Regions from separate parts of the Rattus norvegicus genome. Here region 2 is linked to region 1. The links are chromatin contacts, called in public Hi-C maps. All regions are on one chromosome and are shown on one strand. The core of a region is the stretch at or near the end of the contact, and the rest is flanking DNA. Distances in the headings are between cores, read along the strand shown. Region 1 overlaps Rnf144a (ring finger protein 144A). Region 2 holds the start of Rnf144a (ring finger protein 144A).

Evidence for each region. A called contact is a pair of places that touch in the nucleus more often than the background predicts.
Region 2: a contact with region 1 is called in a Hi-C map of liver, with 5 times the contacts expected there. The contact joins the promoter of Rnf144a here to the enhancer-like site in region 1. A contact is called at or near these places in 5 of 12 Hi-C or Micro-C datasets (kidney, liver, prefrontal cortex and 1 more).

What each region holds. Positions count from the first base shown.
Region 1 is chr6:48,667,014-48,672,145 of GRCr8, reverse strand. It overlaps Rnf144a (ring finger protein 144A), which reads left to right. Exons shown (of 9, transcript NM_001082410.1): 3 at 1,217-1,362. The coding sequence starts at 1,228. Among named protein-coding and RNA genes, the nearest start is that of Rnf144a, 79 kb to the left of the region's middle. Within about 2 kb of position 3,040, at least 4 of the 93 cell types and tissues checked have an H3K27ac peak or open chromatin away from gene starts, as enhancers often do. A contact at or near this core is called in liver, where this site is marked.
Region 2 is chr6:48,745,685-48,750,816 of GRCr8, reverse strand. It overlaps Rnf144a (ring finger protein 144A), which reads left to right and starts at 2,640. Exons shown (of 9, transcript NM_001082410.1): 1 at 2,640-2,728. It overlaps LOC134479352 (a long non-coding RNA gene), which reads right to left and starts at 2,522. Exons shown (of 2, transcript XR_010052554.1): 1 at 2,066-2,522.

The sequences.
Region 1 (5,132 bases), core at 1,791-4,290:
GGGGATCCAGACACTGTTGTCTGCCCGCTTCACTCAGAATGAGATTTAGATGAAGAACAGTATGTACCACTCCTGTGTGTCGGTGTTCATCTTAAGATGAGGCAAGGGGGAAGAGCTGAGTGTTCAGGCGCTAGAGATCTTCTCTGAAATCTTAACCGAGTGCTATTTAGTCCAAAGTGGTTGGCAATCACAACATAAGTAACTGTATTAAAGGGTTACACTGTTAGGAAGGTTGAGAACTACAGTCTTAGAGTGATAAAGCCATGTTGCTCCTGTGAATGGTTCCTAGCATGGCTTTGGGCAGCAGGCTACTAGAATCACAAAGCACACATGGACTTAAGTGTCCTGTGTACCCGGTAAGTACATGGTACTTAAAATCAAGTGGCAAGGGCTCAGAGTGAGAAGTAAGGTGTTCCAATGCAAGGATTTGTTTATGCAACAAAAGGGCGATCTTGGAGAGGATGCTTAGACCTGGGAGCTTGAAGGTCTACCTCTTCCCTTTCTCCGTGGTCCCCTCGGCTGTGTCGCTCACCTTGGATGTTCACGCAGCGAGCAGGGGTAAAGCAGCATAGCCGGTGTGTAGCAGGCAAACACAGATGAGCAGGAGAATCAGCCATAGGCCTCTTGGGATGTGGCAGGGCAAGTCCTGGGGGTTGGGAGTGAGCATCGCTGAAGGATGGTTGTATGCATTTGATTTCCTTAAGTGAACCTGACTGTCAAAGAGCATCGCTGTCCAGAGCCGAATGTTCTTGAAAATGGGGTTTCTTAAGCAGCACACGGGGATGGAGGTGTTACTGGTTGTCCACTGGGGAAGCTGTGTCTCTTGTGAGGATGAGAAGGGCCTGAGAGATGGGCTTCATTAGGTCCTTTCCCTCAGATGTTTCGTGTCAAACACAAGAAGGAAGTATCTTAGCCAGCCTTCCGTGCTTGCTAAACGTCACCAACACACTCCTATCAAATGCATCTCGGAGGCTTAAGGATGGGTGGGTGTGGTCTGTTTCAATCTTGAGGTTTAACACCAGAATGTAAAATAGCCACCCTCATACCTGAGACAAGAATCCCTGGAAAAACCTCCTCAGAGGAACTGGTCTCCATCCACAGCCACTTGCTGTCCCCTCCCTAACGCCATCCCACCATAACCGGGAGATGGAATTCTCGCCGTGTTTCTATGGAAGCCACAGGAGGAGGACCTGAGTGTGTATGTCTCTCATTTCAGACTGTTCTGCGATGACCACTGCAAGATATCGGCCCACCTGGGACCTGGCCCTCGACCCCCTGGTGTCCTGCAAGCTGTGCCTCGGGGAGTACCCAGCGGAGCAGATGACAACCATTGCCCAGTGCCAGTGTATCTTCTGTACCCTGGTTGGTCACTTGCCTCGAGCCATATTCAAGGAACTTGTTGCTCTCACTTCCAGACATACCAAGCCTCCCTTGGGACTAAAGGTGGTGGGAGCCTAAGTGTATACCCAGACTCCCACACATATGGGAAGAATTCCTCTGTAAGTCAGGCAGGTGGCTGGAGTAGAAGTTTTGCATGACAGTTGCTGGTGGCACACAAGCTATCTCTTAAGAGGGATTGTAGTATCTGCTGGGACAAGGAAAATGCCCAACACAGCACACATTCTTCTTGCCAGACAGGAGGGCTTTCCCACACCTCGTTTTCAGTTTATTGATGAGTCCACATTTGACACTGTGGCTGGGCTAACCTGAGAACCGTCGTGCGTAGGGAGGATACATAGCCATCATTAGTGTTATTTCTCCCTGCTGGATGCGGCATGACTATGTCTACTGCTGGAGGCCTAATTTTCTTACACTGCACCCAGAATCTCTCGAGGCCAGTGACCTGTTCTCAGTATGAGTGTAGAGATTGCTGACTTGAGAAGTTTGGGTTTGAGTCTAATTCAGACATGAATTTTTCTTTTTGTTTCATTTTTGTGCGTGTAGATGTATGTGTATCTGCTCTCTTTCTCTCTAAGAGTGTGCGTGCGTGCGTGCGTGCATGCGTGCGTATTAATGTAGGCCAGAAGAAGGCATCAGATCCTCTAGGGCTGGAGTTATGGGCAATGTAAGCCAGTGATGTGGGTTCTGGGAAGAAAAGCAAGTACTCTTAACAGCTGAGCCATCTCTCTAGTCCGAAACTTAGAATTTTTATCCATCATAAAAGAAAACAACAACAAAAACTTAACAGAAAAAAAGTGTTTTAAAAACTGAAAAAAATAATATTTACTCATTTTTTCCGATCCTCCACGCCCGGCACAGAAGGAAACATAGATGGAGTAGATAGGACAAGGCGGTGTTGATCAGAGGGTGCGGCCGAGCGCGGTTGTGTGACGACGTGACGGGTGGGTTAGCATGCTGTACAGAGTGTGCAGGTGTGCTCTCTCAGCTTAGGCAAATACGAGCAGCTACCGCAGTAAACCCAAGGTCAAAAGGACACGATACGCGCTTTATTGATTACTTCAGAATGTTTGCCGTCGGGTCTGGGGAACTGGCTCATTACGGGCAGGGCCTTCCAAATGTGAATGCCTGAGTTCAGGTTATCGGAACCCACACAAACCCAAGGGCATAGCATGAACCTATGCAATCTGAGTGTCCCTACCAGGAGGTGGGAGGTGGCGACAGGAGGGTCCCTAGAAACTCATGGGCCACCCAGCCTGGCTTCCACGGAGGAATAACAGTGAAGGCTCCATGTCTGAGGCAAAATGGAAGGTGAGGGTCTGCATCTGAGGTTGTCCTCTGCACACACCCATGTTCACATATAGGAATTCACACACACACACACACACACACACAAACACGCGCGCGCATGAAAACATCACCTCAGTCGCCTTAAACACGCTGTTTGTGTTTGTCAGTTAGATATCAATAAGGCTGAATGTCAAAATGAAACACTGCAGTTGCTTTCAAAGGTACAGAAGTGGGGAGGGAACTCTCTTTAGACTGTTCTTTGAAACAAACAAACAAATGAACCGATCACTTCTGATTTTGAAAGCCATTCTGACTGCAGAGTTGGGCAGTTGCCTGTGGAACTGAGATGAGAACTTGGCCGCAAGTCTTTCCTACCTCCCTGCCCTGAGGGACTTCACTCTCCTGCCCAGGGCCTGCACCCTGTTTCATTTAGGCCTTCAGATCCAGGAGCCTGAGCCTGAAGCCCACAGCACCTCATACCCAGCTGGCCCTAGGCTCAGAAGCAAGGAGACTTTGTGGTTCATTATGTATCCCCTCAACGGGTAGCTTAGTGCAGGACTCATAATAGCTAATCAATAAAGGCTCAGGACATGAACCAAAGTGATTTGATCTTGAACCTGGAGCTCACATTCAAAGACAGGTGCCTCATTAAAGCCCCAGGAAAAACTAACATCAACCTGCTAGGGAGGAAATTGCTTTTGATGTTTTCAGAAGGAAGGGGAGGACTGGGGAGGCTGGAGACTAGAAAAAGATGGACTTACTCTCTCCATCTGATTAATGCACTGAACAAGGCTCAGATCTCAGCCAGTGCATGAGCTAGGACTAGGGCTTGTCAAGTTGGGCTTAAAAAAAATTAGCTTTCTGCAGAGTGCTTCCCTATTGCCGGAAGGGGCATTATTACAGTTCCCACCAGTCCCTAACGCCCATCTATTCTGATTGCCTTTGGGTGCATCCGCTTCTCTCCAGTCACCTGGAGCTGTCAGAGCGGCAGTATGCTCTTTCCTCCTGAAACACCCTGCTTCCTGCCTTCGTGCCAAACCTTTCATTTCATTGTTGTTTTTGTTTCCATGTCTAGAGGATTCTTGTAAAACAAACAAACAACCCTAACAGGTGCCAAAGGCTCCAAGGGATGTGAGATGCGGCCACCACTTTCTCAAGGAAGCCAGGCCAGCAGTACCAAGGAGCAGTGTAATTCTGTGGAAGCTGTGACTTTCTCCCCTGTGGCTGTGGATGTTGAAGATAAGCATCTTGTTTGCAGCTCTGGGGTAGAAGCAATAGGGGCGCCCATATGTTGGCAGAGAAGGCTAAGAAGTGCCAATATGCCAAGCCAGTTGTACATCACCTCCTCTGCTGGGGTCCCTGGGGTCACACCAGCACGGACAAGCCGTAGAGAAGCTAGGGCTCTTGATCAGACAGACGGGAAAGCAAGACAAGTGTGTCACACTGGAAGAAGGTGTCGTGCTTCTAGACAGCTGCACAGGGATTAGTAACATTTGATCCAGAGAAGGAAGATGTTGGCCCACAAGGTTGTGTGGTTCAGAATGGCCCCTGTAACTCGCTGTTGTGTGAGGACTGTGAATCACTGCCCAGCTGTGGAGTGATAGGTTTGACTCCTTACCTTCTGTGGTCTCCACAGCTAGGAACCTGGGCTGTCTCTGATCACCAAGACTTACCAGCTTTGTCTCTTTTCTGTCACTGCCAGCACCTTCCCATTCTCACCCGAGTCTCTGTGGTGCATACCAGCTACTCGTTGCTGTGTTTTATAAGAACGAAAAAGAAGCCAGGGATATGTTTGGTGGAGGTGTGGTTTGGTGCGGGGGAAGGGGGTGCCTCTGTTGGCCCATGCTGGGCCATCCCTTCCCACTGAGGGACCAGCCACATGATGGATGATGTGGCATAGGATAGAGTTTATTTAGGATATGGGGAAGGGAGTTGAATAGGAGAGAGAAGGGGGGAAGACGGAGGGAGGGGGCGAGAGAGAGAGAGAGAGAGAGAGAGAGAGAGAGAGAGAGAGAGAGTATTGTAGTAGAAGACGGGGGAGAATGGGAAGAGAAGGGACAGGGAGGGAAGAGAGGAAGGGATTAAGAAGAGCAAGAGAGTGAGGAGGGGTTTGCTTTTATAGTGAGTCAAGCACACTGTTGCCAGATATCTGTGGGGCAGAGCCTAGAAGAAGTGCTCACACTCTTATCTGTGGCTTATACAAGGACCAGATTCTTTTTCCTTCATCCTAAAATGGTCTCTAACAGATGGGTGACTTCAGTGGTCATTTCTTTGTCACAGTATCTCTAGAAGAGGAGGAGGGGTGTTATCAGTAACTCTAGATCAAAAGTACAAGTCCTTCTCCAAAAAAAGACCCTGCTGTAGGATCTGACTCCTGGGTTAGCTAAGATAGGTTCATTGATTGGTTCAGCCAAGGGACTGGAACCTGTCTCAGATGTCTAAAC
Region 2 (5,132 bases), core at 1,391-3,890, 79 kb before region 1:
GGCCACTGTGGGTGATCATAAGACACATGCCCAGTGAGAGACAGTGAACAGTACATCTTCAGCACAGTAAGGTCCTTTCCTAACAGTAAGGTCTTTCAAATAGGCTCGAAGTGACCACCGTGCAGGGAGATAGCCAGTTGTCCTCTGGCAAGAGCTGGACTGCGGAGCCCTGTAAGGGTAGAATGGCTTTAAGAGCCAGGCAGCTTTCTGGAGAGAATGGCATTAGCCGTTGAGAGGCTCAGAGGAGTCAGCTTCATTCATTATTGAGCACTTATTACTCTAAGGCTCTGTGTGGGATCTCACAGAAAGACATTCTGGAGAGTGGTGATCTAAGCTACAAAGTAAATACCCAACACCGGTACCTACCATAATCCACATAAAAACAAGGTAAATAGATACAGGGAGTATGGAAGGCAATGGCAGACTCATTCCACAGGCTTCATAGATAGAACTGGAAATACACAGTGCGCTCTGCTGCAAGTCTGGATTTCAGTGCCTGTGTCGTGGCCTCTCCCCAGCAATAGTCACATAGTTCGCATTCACTAACTCGTCAGGTCAAGGGCGAGAAGATGCACAGGTTAGCACATAAGCTCTGGGAAGTGTCATCTGTGCAGTTTGATGAGGGTGGGTTTTCCTCCTACCCACAGAGCCTCATAGGCAGTATGCTACCAGTCCTTTGTGCCACGGACACCGGGGACCTCAGTATAGCTGCTTCCACTTGCTGCGAGCTTCCAACCTACCCAGCGCAGACTCTCAATCCTTCATTCATAACTTTGTTCCCCAACCCGGCCTGGGGAGGTGTGAAAACATTTCTCTCAAAGCTCAGGCCTTCAGGCCAAACTATTTCTATCTTTCAGTGAGAGGCCGAAGCAACAAAGTGCTGTTGTTAGGATTCTTCACACTGTGCGCTTTCTTGAACAATGGCATTTATACAGAGTCTGATGCAAGCCAAGGCTCTGGGAGGCCACGCGTGTCCTTGTTTTGTTTTGACTTTTGCCTATTGGACACAGAGTCTCACTATCTAGTCCAGGCTGACCTTGACTTTGCAATTCTTTCTACCTCAGCCCTCAGAATGTTAGCCTTCTTTGTATGAGGCACCACGTCCTCCAAGTGTGTGTTTCTGAAGATTAGAAACAGTCAACGCGGTAACTGGTGAGGGTATGGATGTAGGGGTTGGGGAGACAGTTCGGTCACTACAGTGCTTGTCATACAGGCCTGAGGACCTGAGCTTAGTAACCAGCATCCACGTAAGAGTACAGGTGTCGTGTATGCCTGCCATCCTAGCACTGGGTAATGGGGTTTGGGGTAATAGCACAGAGGGCTTCCGGAGCTTGCTGGCCAACCAAGCTAGCTGAATTAGAGGAGTTTAGGGTCATAATATAGGGTAGAGAAAGAGAAGTGAACACCCCAGCATTGCCTTTTGGCTTGCACACATACCCACGTACACATGTATACACACATATGTACCCGGGAATGTAGTAGCAGAAAGTAGAGGGTACAGAGCTTTTAATCCTGTTTTAATTCTCCAGGGGAAAACCGGAGAAGTCGAGCGAGTTAGCAAACAGAGGCTCTCCAGTCCCCTAGCCAAAGGGTGCAGTCCTCAGCTGTTTGAGCCCAAAGTGCTTGAGCAGAACATCTTAGGGGAGGGAGGGAGGGAGGGAGGGAGGGAGGGAGGGAGGGAGGGAGGGAGAGAGAGAGAGAGAGAGAGAGAGAGAGAGAGAGAGAGAGAGAGAGGATCAACCTCCCCCTCACGCCCCGCCCCCCCTCGAGCCTTCCCTAGTTAACTCTCATCTCCGGACATTCCCAGAACCTCCCAGAAATATCTTTACCAGATGGGGACCAAGCGTTCAGAACACATGCCTGTGGCGACATTTCATTCTAGCCATAATACATACTCAAAGGGTTCGCCCACTTTTGCACGTTTGACATGAATTTTCAGGAACTAACAGAGGGATTGCAAGAGAATAACTTATGGGAATTCCCATCCACTGGTGGATTTTAGGCGCTAAGAGAAAGAAACAAAATGCTGTGGCTTTTGTTTCACATATACGCCACATATACTCACGGAGCCTTAGCCTCAGGCCCGGGCCCGTTGAGAACTCTTCCATCCATTTGCTTCATCAGAACTTGGGTGAAAAGATGATTCTTTTAAAGTACCCACAGGCAGATCGCCTAGTAGGTTCTGTCAAGTTCAGAGGCTTACTATAATTTGCATAGCCAGACTACAGTAGAGGGTCCCAGATATCCCGCTGAACGATATTCCCAGTTCCTCATTGGTAGGGTCTTTTTTTTTCTTTAACACATTTCTTTGTAGCTGTTGGGACTTGCTCTTCTGGTATTGGAAGTAGGGGTACAACTTCAGGAGGTCTCATTGTACCCCCGAAAGGCACCATAAGGTCAGTAAGCTGACCTGGGTCCTCTGGCATTGGTGGGGGCTGCACAGCTGGTCCTGGTGCATGGACATTAAGGCGCCTCTGAACGGCAGGGGGCGCTGGCGTGCAAACTGGCTCTGCCTCCCGCGCCCGCGCTTTAGTGCGCGCTCGCGCCCCGTCGACCCCACGCGCAGCTCTCGGGGCGCAGGGCGGGGAGGCATAAAGGGCGCTGCGCTGCGGGGCGGGCTGCACGCGGGAGGCTGACGGGGCAGCAGCACCCGCGAGCCGGCACCGGGCGGGGCCATCGCAACCGCGCGCAAAGAGGCCGAGCGGGAGCCCGGACCGCGCGGGACCAGGTGGGTGACGCGCGCGTCCCCTTTGTGTCGGCATCGCCCGAGCGGGCCGCGCGGGACAAGGCTGTGCGGGGCTGGTTTCGGCCCCCTAACCGGTGCTGCCGGGCGGTGACCCGCGGGCTCCGGGGAGGCGATGAGGGCTCTGCTCCTTGAGTCCGCTGGGTGACGGCCGCGTCCTCCTGGCCGCTTGCACTTGGGGATCGCGCGCCACGGAGAAGTCTACAGCCGCAGGCGCGGGATGTGCTGAGCTGGAGTGGCCCGGGTGGGCGGCCGTCTGCAGGCCTTGGGTGGACTCCCGCCGTGACCTGGCCATGGGTAGAGCGAGGGCGTGGGGAAGGTCCGGTCCGTTCTAGACAGTGGCAGTCGCGAGTACCCCGCAGTGCTTAGCCGCGCCTAGCCATGGGCATGGTCCTCTGCTGGCCTCTGGCCCAGGAGTCTCGGTGTCCCTTGCACCTCTCTTTCCTGAGGAGTCCCCTCAGGACTCTCGCATTCCGTGCTCCGCATTGCTCCCGGTTTTCTGCACCGTCCCTGGAGCTCAGAGATTTAATCGCTCCTGCTAACAGAAGGCTTCCTGGCCGCCTCCGTTGCGCGGGAAGAGGCGACTTCTTCACCCTAGGCGGGTCTCTGGTGGTCGTACCTAAAGTTTGCTCTAGTTCTTGTTTGGTCTCTTTTTCAGAGAATGCTTTAAAGTATGCTTATTTTGAACAGTTATCTACAGCCTGCCTGGTGCAGGGTCAAAGGCCACATAACAAGGAGAGCTAGACAAGGCTCTGGGAACCCTTCCCACGGTTCCGTGTATTCCAGTGTCCTAGGATTAGAAGGACAGAACAATTTTGCTTAGGACACTTTTAGGAAGGAAGGACCTTCCAGGAGGGGTGTCTGGGAGACAGGTCCTTCTCCATGACCCTGGCCAGGGTGGTAGTTTAGACTGCTAAGAGATGCATAAAAACACAATAGCAGATGGAAGGAAAGGTGGTTAGGGCGCCCTAGGATAAGAGGGCAGAGACAGGGGCCGTTCTAAAGGAAGAGTTGTGGAATCAGATGACCAGTGGGGCGTAGCCAGGGTGGTGGAAAAAGCACCAGCAAAGGAATGCAGAGTGTGAAGAACCGTTCCCATGGGGTTGCCTCCGTGGCTTCCAGAGAACCAAAGTTTTGTTCCTCCTCAGTGGCACCCGTGGGCTGTACTACTTTTTCTAGTGTCTCCCACAGTTTGGCTTTTATTACATTTTAAAGACTGTTCAGGAAGTATGTGTAGAGGGGATTTTGAATTGGAGGCCAAGACTCTGGACTTGGCCTCTGTTGAGTGGGACTCCTGGGTGGTCTTGAAACAAACAGTAACTACTTCATGCTTCAGGGTGACTGTGGCAGTGTTAAAGGGCCAGGTGCCCCCCCCTCCCCCGTGGGGTTTTAAGTCAGGCACCACCCTTTGCCATACATACCTATTTTGTGTTCCAGGGTTCCATGTGACCCTCCTGGGAAAATGGGTGCATGGAACTCAGTTGGACTAGGAGGGACATTTTCTGGACCCAACACAATTTGAATTCTGGAGTTAACATTTTGATATATTCACTCGTCTTTAGTTTTTATAGTGAGGTTTTTGTAGGCTCTCTAGGGCAGGCTGACCTGGAACTCCTGAGGGAGCCGAACATGACCTTGAACTTTTCCAGTTTGCACCAATGGAGTACTGGAGTGAATGCAATGGACCACTATCATCAGTGTATGCATAACAAGGGGCCTGGTGAATGGGAACGGTAGGCAAATATTCCCCTGAGCTACATCTCCAGCTCCTGGAGTTCATTTTCCTAAAGACATCCCAGTTCTCACATCGGCGCCTCCCACCCCGGTCAAGGGGAACTACTGAAAGATAAATTACTGAAAGAACACGCGGACGGAATTAGACGTCCACAGGCCACAAAGCTGTGGGAGCTATGCTTATACTTTACAGGCGTCTTTCAAAATTCTTGTTTGCAAGCTTGCAGTGCCTGTTTCCAAACTGTTCCTAGACTACGTGGCTTCTCCTGGGGGCCTTATTGTGGCTTTGGAAAAGATACCACACACTGTTTTACCAGTGCTGCCTATGTTCAGAGCTAACGTGCTGTCCTGCTTGCAGCAGTAGGGCCCCAAGCCAGGAGCCACGTTGCCTGACTGAGAGTGCTGTTTTTTCCACTGTGGTTCCTGACTTGGCCTGGCTGCCTCCTTTTGTTCAAACATCTCCTAGAGGCTTTTTTCTATAGGGGCAGGGAGAGCCTTCGAAGCCTGTCCTGAGACACTGAGAGTCATGGATATAGATGGGTCCTCAGTCCTTCTCTATGACCATAAGGGCACTGTAGCTAAGGAGAGGCAATCAGGTGCCTTGGCCACATGGGGTTGGGGTGGATTTGTTCTGAGTATCTGTGACCCTTTCCCT